Linked DNA regions of Mus musculus: region 2 is linked to region 1. Evidence: chromatin contacts called from public Hi-C data. All regions are on one chromosome and are shown on one strand. The core of a region is the stretch at or near the end of the contact, and the rest is flanking DNA. Distances in the headings are between cores, read along the strand shown.

The links. Hi-C and Micro-C count contacts between places; a contact is called where the count stands out from the background.
Region 2: a contact with region 1 is called in a Hi-C map of the N1E-115 cell line, with 3 times the contacts expected there. The contact joins two enhancer-like sites. A contact is called at or near these places in 2 of 39 promoter capture datasets (the C10 cell line and embryonic stem cells), 1 of 484 Hi-C or Micro-C datasets (the N1E-115 cell line), 2 of 115 datasets of contacts at active chromatin or transcription factors (astrocytes and embryonic stem cells) and 1 of 9 other capture datasets (embryonic stem cells).

What each region holds. Positions count from the first base shown.
Region 1 is chr17:84,700,550-84,705,206 of GRCm38.p6, reverse strand. No RefSeq gene overlaps it. Among named protein-coding and RNA genes, the nearest start is that of Abcg8, 20 kb to the right of the region's middle. Within about 2 kb of position 2,451, at least 21 of the 459 cell types and tissues checked have an H3K27ac peak or open chromatin away from gene starts, as enhancers often do. A contact at or near this core is called in the N1E-115 cell line, where this site is marked.
Region 2 is chr17:85,455,812-85,460,468 of GRCm38.p6, reverse strand. It overlaps Camkmt (calmodulin-lysine N-methyltransferase), which reads right to left. Exons shown (of 11, transcript NM_028576.3): 11 at 1,880-2,407. The coding sequence ends at 2,330. Among named protein-coding and RNA genes, the nearest start is that of Six3os1, 160 kb to the left of the region's middle. Within about 2 kb of position 2,223, at least 29 of the 459 cell types and tissues checked have an H3K27ac peak or open chromatin away from gene starts, as enhancers often do. A contact at or near this core is called in the N1E-115 cell line, where this site is marked.

The DNA of each region.
Region 1 (4,657 bases), core at 1,202-3,701:
CACTGTATTGCCATAAGAATATAGATTTAGTCGCTGGGCCTTTTGCGGGGGTTGTTTATTTCCTTTTTTCTAAACATAAATTGATGACATTTTCTTTAAGGTCTCAGAGCGCCAAGGGTCCTTGCTGAAATGTAGTGGCTGGAGCGCCCCCTTTTTGGTTTCAGGGTTTTGTTTGTACAAGCTACTGTGATTCATAAGAGAATAGACTAAATGCTGGTTTGTAAATTTGAGAATAGACAGTAGTCCAGCATTATTCTAATGCTTGTTAGAGCCTACATGTAAGACTTTGAAGCAGATTTAAGATGGCGAAGTGACCAGCAGATGTTAGAAAGGCTTTTGTTGGGAATTACTCTTAAAGTAAGCAAGCAAAGTCCTTCATTCTAACAGTAGCCATCTTTCCAACCTCGTGAGCGTGCAGGTGTACGTTCATGGACCAAAGGCCAATATCATTTAAATGAGAATTTCTCTGAATAAAGTATATTTTAGTACTTGTGAACTGCCAATTTTAAAGATCCTATCAAATATTTATATGATGGCTTGAAGCCATCTCAAAGACCCGTAGTCTTGAATTTTTAGTAGAAGTGTGGAGATGTCCGGCTTGATGTGAAGAGCCAGTGAGTGAGTTAGCTGTTTGCTGTGCTAAACTGGGTCTCTGAGGAGCAAAGTTGCCAGGAATTGAGAAGTAGATCTAGGTGTGGTGGCACACACATTCAGTCCCAGCACCAGAGGCTGAGGCAGGAAGAAGATCTCTGAGTTCAAAGCCAACCTGATTTACATATTTAGTTCTAGAACTCTTGTCTCAGGCAGAAACAATTGAGTTCAGATGTGTTGACACTCCAAGGGGAGGAGCATCTTTTACACACTGCAGAGATGGTCACAGAATTCAGAAGCACTCGGCCATCAGTATTACCTGTCCAAGGCTCCCATGGCTGCATGCATCTCTCATTACCTTCTGAACAGATTGTGAACTCTGGCTCTTGGTCCCATAGTCCCACAGACCCGCAGCATCACATCAAATTGAATCAGGTATATTGAGTTCCATGGCTCCTAAGCACTGATTACCATACCAGGCACCCCTCTTGCCTGATTATCAGGATAAGAAAACCTAAGTCAGTTTGCGTAGGTTTGCAGCAATAAGTCAGATATAAGCTAGGGCTTCCTAAAAAGTCTTTTTCTTGAGCTGGAGAGATGGCTCAGTGGTTAAAAGAACTTGTTGCTCTTGCAAAGGACCTGGGTTCAGTTCCCACCCAGCACCCATATGACTGCTTACAACATTCTGTGTGTGTAACTCGACTTCCAGAGTGTCCAGTTATGGTCTCCTTGGACACCGCATGCACATGCGTGTTAAGCGCACATATATGCATTTAAATGCAGGCAAAAACGAAGGTAAAATAAAAATGTGTTTTTCAAAGTCTTTCCCACTGGGCATAGTTGTAGATGCCTTTAATCCCAGCATTTGAGAAACAGAGGCAGGTAGGTGTTGAATTCAAGGCCAACCATGACCATACAGACCCTGTCTCAAAAAAAAAAAAAAAAAAGAAAGAAAAAAGTAACCATGAGAATACAAAACTAAGGCAGTCCAATTAAAAGTCTAAAACAACAAAACACCCTTCACACTGATACAGTGTTACCAGTTTCTGGACATCTTACACTGAAAAACGTTTTTTTCTTCTATTTAATCCAATAGCCAGTGCTTGGTATAATCAAATTTATGAGTCGCAGCAAATTATAGACAAGCTTTATGTTGCAAATCACTTTCTGGTATAATCACGCCTGCAGTCCACAGTGCATGCATTCTGCACACCTCCCTCATGGCTTTCAGCACAATTTTCATTTAATATTTGCCTCTCTGAAAAAAATATTTGTAGAATTTCTAAGCAAAAGCAACATTTCTTCAAGTGTGGTGGAACTGATAACCACAGGAGGTCCAAAATCACGGTAATTTATCGCTTTGCTGTTGTACAATCATGCGTGGGAGTGTTTCCATTAGAAATGTATCCTGCTTTCAGGCCAGCAGACTTTACAAAGCCCACATTATACAGCCTGAGTACAAATAGAGAACGTGGCTGCATTAGCAGAGTGAAAGCAGCCAGTTCTCTTTTGCATACGGATTAGAAACAGCAGCCCCAGGTAAGACAGACTCCAGACTTCCTGCTCTTGCAAGCTGCTTTGCACAGTCGCTGGAGCTGAAATCCATCTGTAGCATCTTCACTGACCCTGCCCGGGCAGCCACTGGAGACCATTCTTGGCCTGTTTATTCTTTCCAAAGCCCCGGGGTTCTTCTAATGTTCTGCAGACCTACCTGGTGGGTTCACAGTGGGCCTCATGGGGTGAGCCCCATGGATTTCAGGCCGTGCTTCCTTGCAAGCTCTGTTTACGAAATGCCTGGTTTGTGCACACTGGACAGTTCCCCTCCATGTGCTATTCTTTGGTCCCCAAAATGTAGCTCAGTTGGGAGGGTGGATCTGAGGCCCAAGGAGTCCTCCAAAACAAAAAGCTTTGTCAGTGAGGCCAGCTGATCATGATGTGAAATCTGTAAGTTGATGACCTCAGATACTTGTCACTGTTGGCGACCTTTCAACTGTGTTCTGAAGTCAGACCTAGCACATTAGAGATTCTGTGCTGCAGTAATGAAGTTAACAGAAGAAAAGAAGAGAAAATAAGGCTTCCCTTTTCTAGCAAGGAACAGCAGAGCTGTTTTTCAGTTTGGAGAAACAACACTTCAACTCTACAAACAGACAAGGCTGTCATATACAATAAACAAGCAGGTCACCTAGCCAGTGGACAGCAGGCAAGTGCTGAGAAAGCCTAACCCACTTCCTGAACGCTTCTCTTTCATTCCGAGCTGGAAGCCCCACACACTGCTGTACCACTCTCTGTACCAGCCTGCCCTCCCTAACACGGACACTGAACGTTGCTCTGGACCATGGCTGGCAATATTTGTTTTAGGTTTGGGTGTTGGGGCTTGAGCCTCAGGCTTTTGATTTAATTACCTCTTCTGCCACCAAGCTCTTTACCCTAGCTGTTCACAGGAACCGTCCTAGATGACCAGTTTATCAAACACAAGTGACATCGGAGGTAAGATGGGAGCCGACATAAGGACATTTTCAGGCACGCACACTGAACTGTTGTCCAAATAACTTATATCTGCAGCAAAATACCCAAGGGCTTGCTTCCTTTGCAGCCGGCTCCTCCCGGTGCCTCATGGCTGGTGTGCCCTAAGGAAGCTGCTCCCCTGTGCCAGGCCACGATTTTCTGCTAAGTAATTTGAGTGTTGGAAGGACCCTTGGATTTGACATACTTTCAGTATGTTCTCTGTATGTAGTTTAATCTACATTAAAAAAAAAAAAAAAAAAGCAGGATATCTACCCCTGTAGACAGGTCAACCCAGGGAAAGATTATTTTAAGTATCTTTAAGAGCAAGAGCGGTTTTAAAAAATTACAAAAACATAGATGATTATTTTCAGTTTAATTGTTAGTTCCCCATCAATAGTGTAACTTGAATTTGGAAAGTTTACAGTGTACATTTTATAACTTCCTCTTTGGATTAAGAGTCTGCAAGCTGCAGCCTCAGGCCAAGTCTAGGAGCTATGTGCTTCTATAAGCTGTTTTACTGAAACACACCCACATCTTCCACATTCTACTGTGGTTGCAACAGTTCACATCAGCACAGCCTACTGGCAGGCTATATGGCTATCAAAGCCTAAAATATCCTTAGCAGAAAAAATTTACAACCCACAAGAAAAATCTGCCCCTTTGCAATGAAGATAAGGGGCACTGGATAGTACTGGATGTTCCTAGCACCCCGGCCTTTCTCTTCCCGGGCCTTGTGTGCCCTGGAGAACATTGGAGTTAGAGCCTAGGATGCATCAACACCAGCTATGATGCACTCAGACAGGATGGAGGACTCCTGCTCTGTGGGCAAGCCTGAGTTTCAGCATCTTTGGTGCTCTGAGTTCTGGGTACCACAGCATACTGAGTGACAAGCTTACAAAGTCAGATGACTGCTTTCTGCTTCTTCTACACTTCTCCATCCAGGCCTAAAGACAGTGGGTTACCAAAACAGAGCTGGGACCTGGGGAGGGGCTGCAGAACAGACTGGAGGCTCTGCAGATAGAGTCATGCATGGGGAATGAACCAAAGGGAGAGTACAAACAGGACTCATCAGAAGAGGGATGGACACAGAAACCAGGTGTCTCCCATGCACAGACTGGGGAAGCTGTTAAAGCGAGTGCTGGATGAACTAGAGTATGAACACGAACACATACGCAGTTAAGACTGAGTACACACATGCACATTTGCACACGTGTTCACTCACTGCCCACTGAGAGTCCGGAAGTAGCGATGCACAGCAGCCGAGCAGACTCATTCACTTCTGGGCTCCTATCTATCTTTCCCCACTAAAAAGTCAGGTTTCTACAGAGAAGCATCCAACCCCAGGGCTGAGCTTGGAAAATTCAAGATGATCCCTGATCCTCAAATACTTTGTTTTGTTAGAGTTCCCAGTGACTGAAAGGAACATGATTAAGAAGATACATCCAGGCGGTGGTGGCGCACGCCTTTAATCCCAGCACTTGGGAGGCAGAGGCAGGCGGATTTCTGAGTTTGAGGCCAGCCTGATCTACAGAGTGAGTTCCAGCATAGCCAAGGATACACA
Region 2 (4,657 bases), core at 974-3,473, 760 kb before region 1:
TCAAGTATTTAAAAATATAACTACTTTGTTATATACACTCTGAGAGAGCCTAGCACAGAGATACTTCCAGGTAAGGATTCTATAAATTCTACCTATGAATTTCTGAACAAGTGACAGGGGAGTCTTGAGGTCGCAATCACCCCATGAGAAATATATTCTTTACTGGATGTCTTTTTAGTAGGAACAGCTCAATTCTGATACACTGTTGTTCTCGGAGACTTCTAGAAAACACACTGCTGGGTTGCCTTAAAAAAGAAAAAAAAAAAAACTTCTCCCAATCTGCAGCACACAAATGCAAATTGAATTTCTGCCAGTTCGAGTATTTTTCTGGCTGAAAAGAAAGGAAATATTCTCATGGCCCTGCTGTTCTATACTTAAAAAGAGGGGAAAATAGACCATCTTAGGTGCCACTACAGAGACAGGTTTCCTTTGTCTGGCAGATTTAGTTGCAGGTTTTTGCCTAAGAAATAATTCTCGTTGAATTCTCATCGGCATGAGTGGAATGACTTACGTTGCCCTTTGAAACATCCCAAACTCTAATTTTTTTTTTTAAACAAGAAAATACAAAGCCAGTGTGTTACCCATACAGTCGCAAAGGAGAGCTGCCACCAGCTGAACTACTCAGTTAAATGGCTGGTTTGCATTGCCCTGGTCTTTATCTAGCACTGAGAATAGACTGCTGTTTTATCCAAAGAGGAATAAATAGCTGTTATTGTGACGCTGGCCCATCCCTTGGCTTTGCAATTCAAGTTTCTGTGAGGAAGAAATGTGTGATCTAACTGCAACTTGACCTGCGCCTTCTGAGATCTGTCTAGGTGCTCTGATGGAGCAGAGAATGTGGTGACGACAGGGACGTGCAAATTGAAGGTACAATTTTTGTTTGATGATAGTAGCGGGCAGAGAAGACATTTGAGAGTCAATATTTTTATGGCATCTAAGTTTGATTAACATGCAAAAAGATGAGCCCCCGCCCCACCTATCACTTTAATTGGTATCACATTCAATATACACTTTTTCTTCTGCTAAAGATAGGAAGATACACAGCTAACCCACCCAATGACATTCCTGCCAAAGTGGGCACAGATGATTCCTTGCAGATAAACATCTGAATTTCCACAAAAGGCATTAGAGCACTTCATGTAAGCAAGCAGGCAGGATGGGCTGGGGTCCCTGCAGCAAAGCTTCCTCCAGAGTAGCGCCTATTAAATGTTTACTATACACTCAAATCCCTGAAACTAACATTATATACTTATTTTTTTTCCATTTTTTATTAGGTATTTAGCTCATTATATACTTATTTTAAATAAGCTAATTGTGTGATCTTTCTTTCTTCCCCTCTTTTGTTCTTTCTTTTCCTTCTTTCCTTCCTTCCTTCCTTCCTTCCTTCCTTCCTTCCTTCCTTCCTTCCTTCCTTCCTTCCTTCCTTCCATCCTTTCTTCCTTTCTTACTTTCTTACTTTCCCCTGGTCGCAATGTAGTTTATCCAACGTTTAGTCAACATTTCTCTGGAAGAGACCTATTTTGAGGGAGCCTGAGACCAGCGGCGTTAGATTTAAGCCCTGATAGAGGCTCACTTTTCATTCATAGTCAGAGCCTAAATGTGCTCTTCTTGTACCTAAACAGATAATAAGCAGTCAGCGCACTCCCCCTCCTTGACACAGCGCACTGAGACTAATCACACATAATTGGGGAGGAGGAGCAGAGGGCTGGCCACGCTATTGTGTCCAGAGGACAAACGGTCAGTTTACGAGGCTTTGGGCTGCTGTAGTCATTTCTTATACATCTATAGGGGGAAAAAACATCCTGTTTAAAAAGAAAAAAATAATTAGAGAGACAGAGACAGAGAGACAGAGCAAGAGACGATAGATTGAAACAATTAATTGAGATATCAGAAAAATAAGGTTTGTTTATTTATCCAGAAAAGAAGGGTGATGCTTTCTGTGTTTGTGGATAAAGAATACTATTACCAAACAAGAACAAAGGCAATTAAAAAAAAGGAGGGGGGGCGGCAGATGGAAATCATCAAAAGAAATTGTGCTTTAGAGAGAAAACTATTTAGATTGCTCCACAAGTCAAATTCTGATCTAAGACAGGCTGCTGACACAGAAAAACACACAAAGGTTTGGTACGGAAGAGCAACAAGCTTCCTTAAAAAGGACTGGTGGGAGCGAGCGCGCTGCGGAGGGTGGGAGAGCTGCCGAGGGCCGGAGTAATGGGCGGAGTCCCAAGATGCGGAATGTTCGAAAGTGGGTGGAGCCCTGAGTCCCAGAGGCGCTGTGGCGGAGTTCTCATATAGTGTGGAAATCTTTCTCTGCATCTGATGTTTTCTTCTATCCCGTTTTGGTTAAAATAAGCAGAAGTGGGTAGTGCAGGTTTTCTTCATATATGTCTGACCCTTCTTTTTTCAACTGAAAATAACAGAAATACCAAATTTTTATAAATTAGTATTAATGTTAATTTTAACATCACGGTTTATTAACCTAAATATGTAATTCTGAGACATAATCACAGGAAAGCAACTCAACATTGTTTTTAGTGGTTCTGGTGTCACGATAATATTAACATAGGAATCGGGGGTGGGGGACGGGTTGCTGTTATGTTTTGTTTTGGGTGAGGATTGTGTGACTGTACCCAAACTACACCATGACTGAGGGAAAGCTGGGGTACCTTCATCTTTCCAGACTGGCGCTGGGCATGTCTCTTAGCCTGGTCCTTGCTGCCCTGGGCTCTAAGCAGGCAAGAGTATTGGAATAACTGGACACCATCGCAAGAGCTGGGCACCGAGACACAGCTGTGGGCTTCAGACATTTCAAAGGCTGTCTAGGTCTCGTTTGGGGGCATTTATAGCAAGTGGTGATTTAGGACCCCAGCCTACTCCCAGGAACATATTCCAACAGAGCAGCAACATTTGATGTGCTAAGACGAATTTGTGAGGGCCTTCTGTGATACAATTTTATATCCCAACCAACCTTCAAGCCTCAAGCACACATTCTGGCCTATGACAAGTGAAGTGCACTTTACCCCCTCATTTGGTTATAATAAACCTGACAGTCATGCTTATACTTATTCTATAAATAGCAGTTTATTAGTTTGTTTCTTCTTTTTCTTCCTTCTCTTCTTCTGTTTCTTTTGAGACAGGGTTTCCCTGTGTAACCCTGGCTGTCCTGAAACTCACTCTGTAGACCAGGCTGGCCTTGAACTCAAGAGATCTACCTGCCTCTGCCTCCTGAGTTTCTGGGATTAAAGACATGCTCCACCACACCTGGCTAGTTTCTAAGTTGATATTTTTGAGCTAATTGTTAATTTATTTTTAATCTATAAGGATAAGAAGTCTTTTTACTATACAGGAAAGCAACTCTTTTATTATTTCAAATCAGTCACTACTGGCCACCCTAAACAAACGTCTCAGGAAAGGCTCCACTATCATATTCTGCTGGAGATATGCTTACCTGCATCTTTTACAAGTACAAGTCTCTTCTAAATCCTATTCCAAAATGGTGATATGCCTCAGTATTAAAGACAGGAGTCCTGAGTCCACCTTCTCCACTGGGACCTAAGGCCAGTCTCACCGCCTTCCTTTCCTATTTGTTTCATTTGTTTATTTATTTATTTGTTTATTTGCTTATTTATTTTTGAGACAGGGTTCCTCTGTATAGGACTAGCAGTCCTGCACCTAACTCTGTGGACCTGCCCGCCTCTGCCTCTAGAGCGCATGGATTAAGGGCGCGCAGCCTCCTTTCCCAAGAACAGGAAGTAGGGTGGTGCCCATTTGCTTTCTTAGATGTCTGCTCACAAACTGGCTAGTGGTCTACTTAGAACGGGGCTTGAAGAGCCTGTCACCACAGTGTTCCTCACTCTCTAGTCTAAGAATCATCATCATGAGAATTCCAAGAAACTGGCTTCCCCAACTCTGCTGTCCATTCTGGCTCTGAACATACCTTGTAGTCACACATCACCCTAGCAACGGAACAAGATCATTGAAACATTTCTCAGAGAGGAGAGGGGGCCACCATAGCTAAGTTCTTTTCTCCAGGCCCGATAAAGGAACGTTGATCACTCTGTGAGTCAGCTGACCTACTCACTCTCCAGGTGCTAATAAATATCCAGAGCCTCAAATGAGCTCTTTATAAAGTCCCTGAGGTAATATATGGGATAAATAATTCTTCTGTAAATATGGTTTAGAAATCAGTTTTAATTTGAATTCTGTGCTGACCTCTGGAGGCCAAAGCAGAGGTTCGGCTGCCTGAAGGGAAGGGACAGACAAGCCTGGCTCTCCCTCTGAGCCTGTCTGGAAATGGGGGGTCTTCCCACCTCACAAACACCCGCCTGGGTATCTCTGAACCAAGTAAACCTACAAGGCTGTTGGGAGATGCTGGCTCGGATGGGGGAAATGCTGGCTCAAGACTTAAGAGTATTTCCACTTATTCTTTGCTCAACTGATAATTATAATTTTTAAGAAGTAAGAAAGCACCTTGAAAAAAAAATAGGAACAAAAAGCAAATTGTGAATAAAACAATTCTTCAGTTTCATAGGTTAACACGGGGTCTTTGAGGACCGCACTAAATTATATAGCTGTTATTAGACACATCGTGTTCATTTCATAATTGGATGTAGCGCACTCAGCCTTACTGCTGCAGGAACAGCATCAGGAGTGGGGT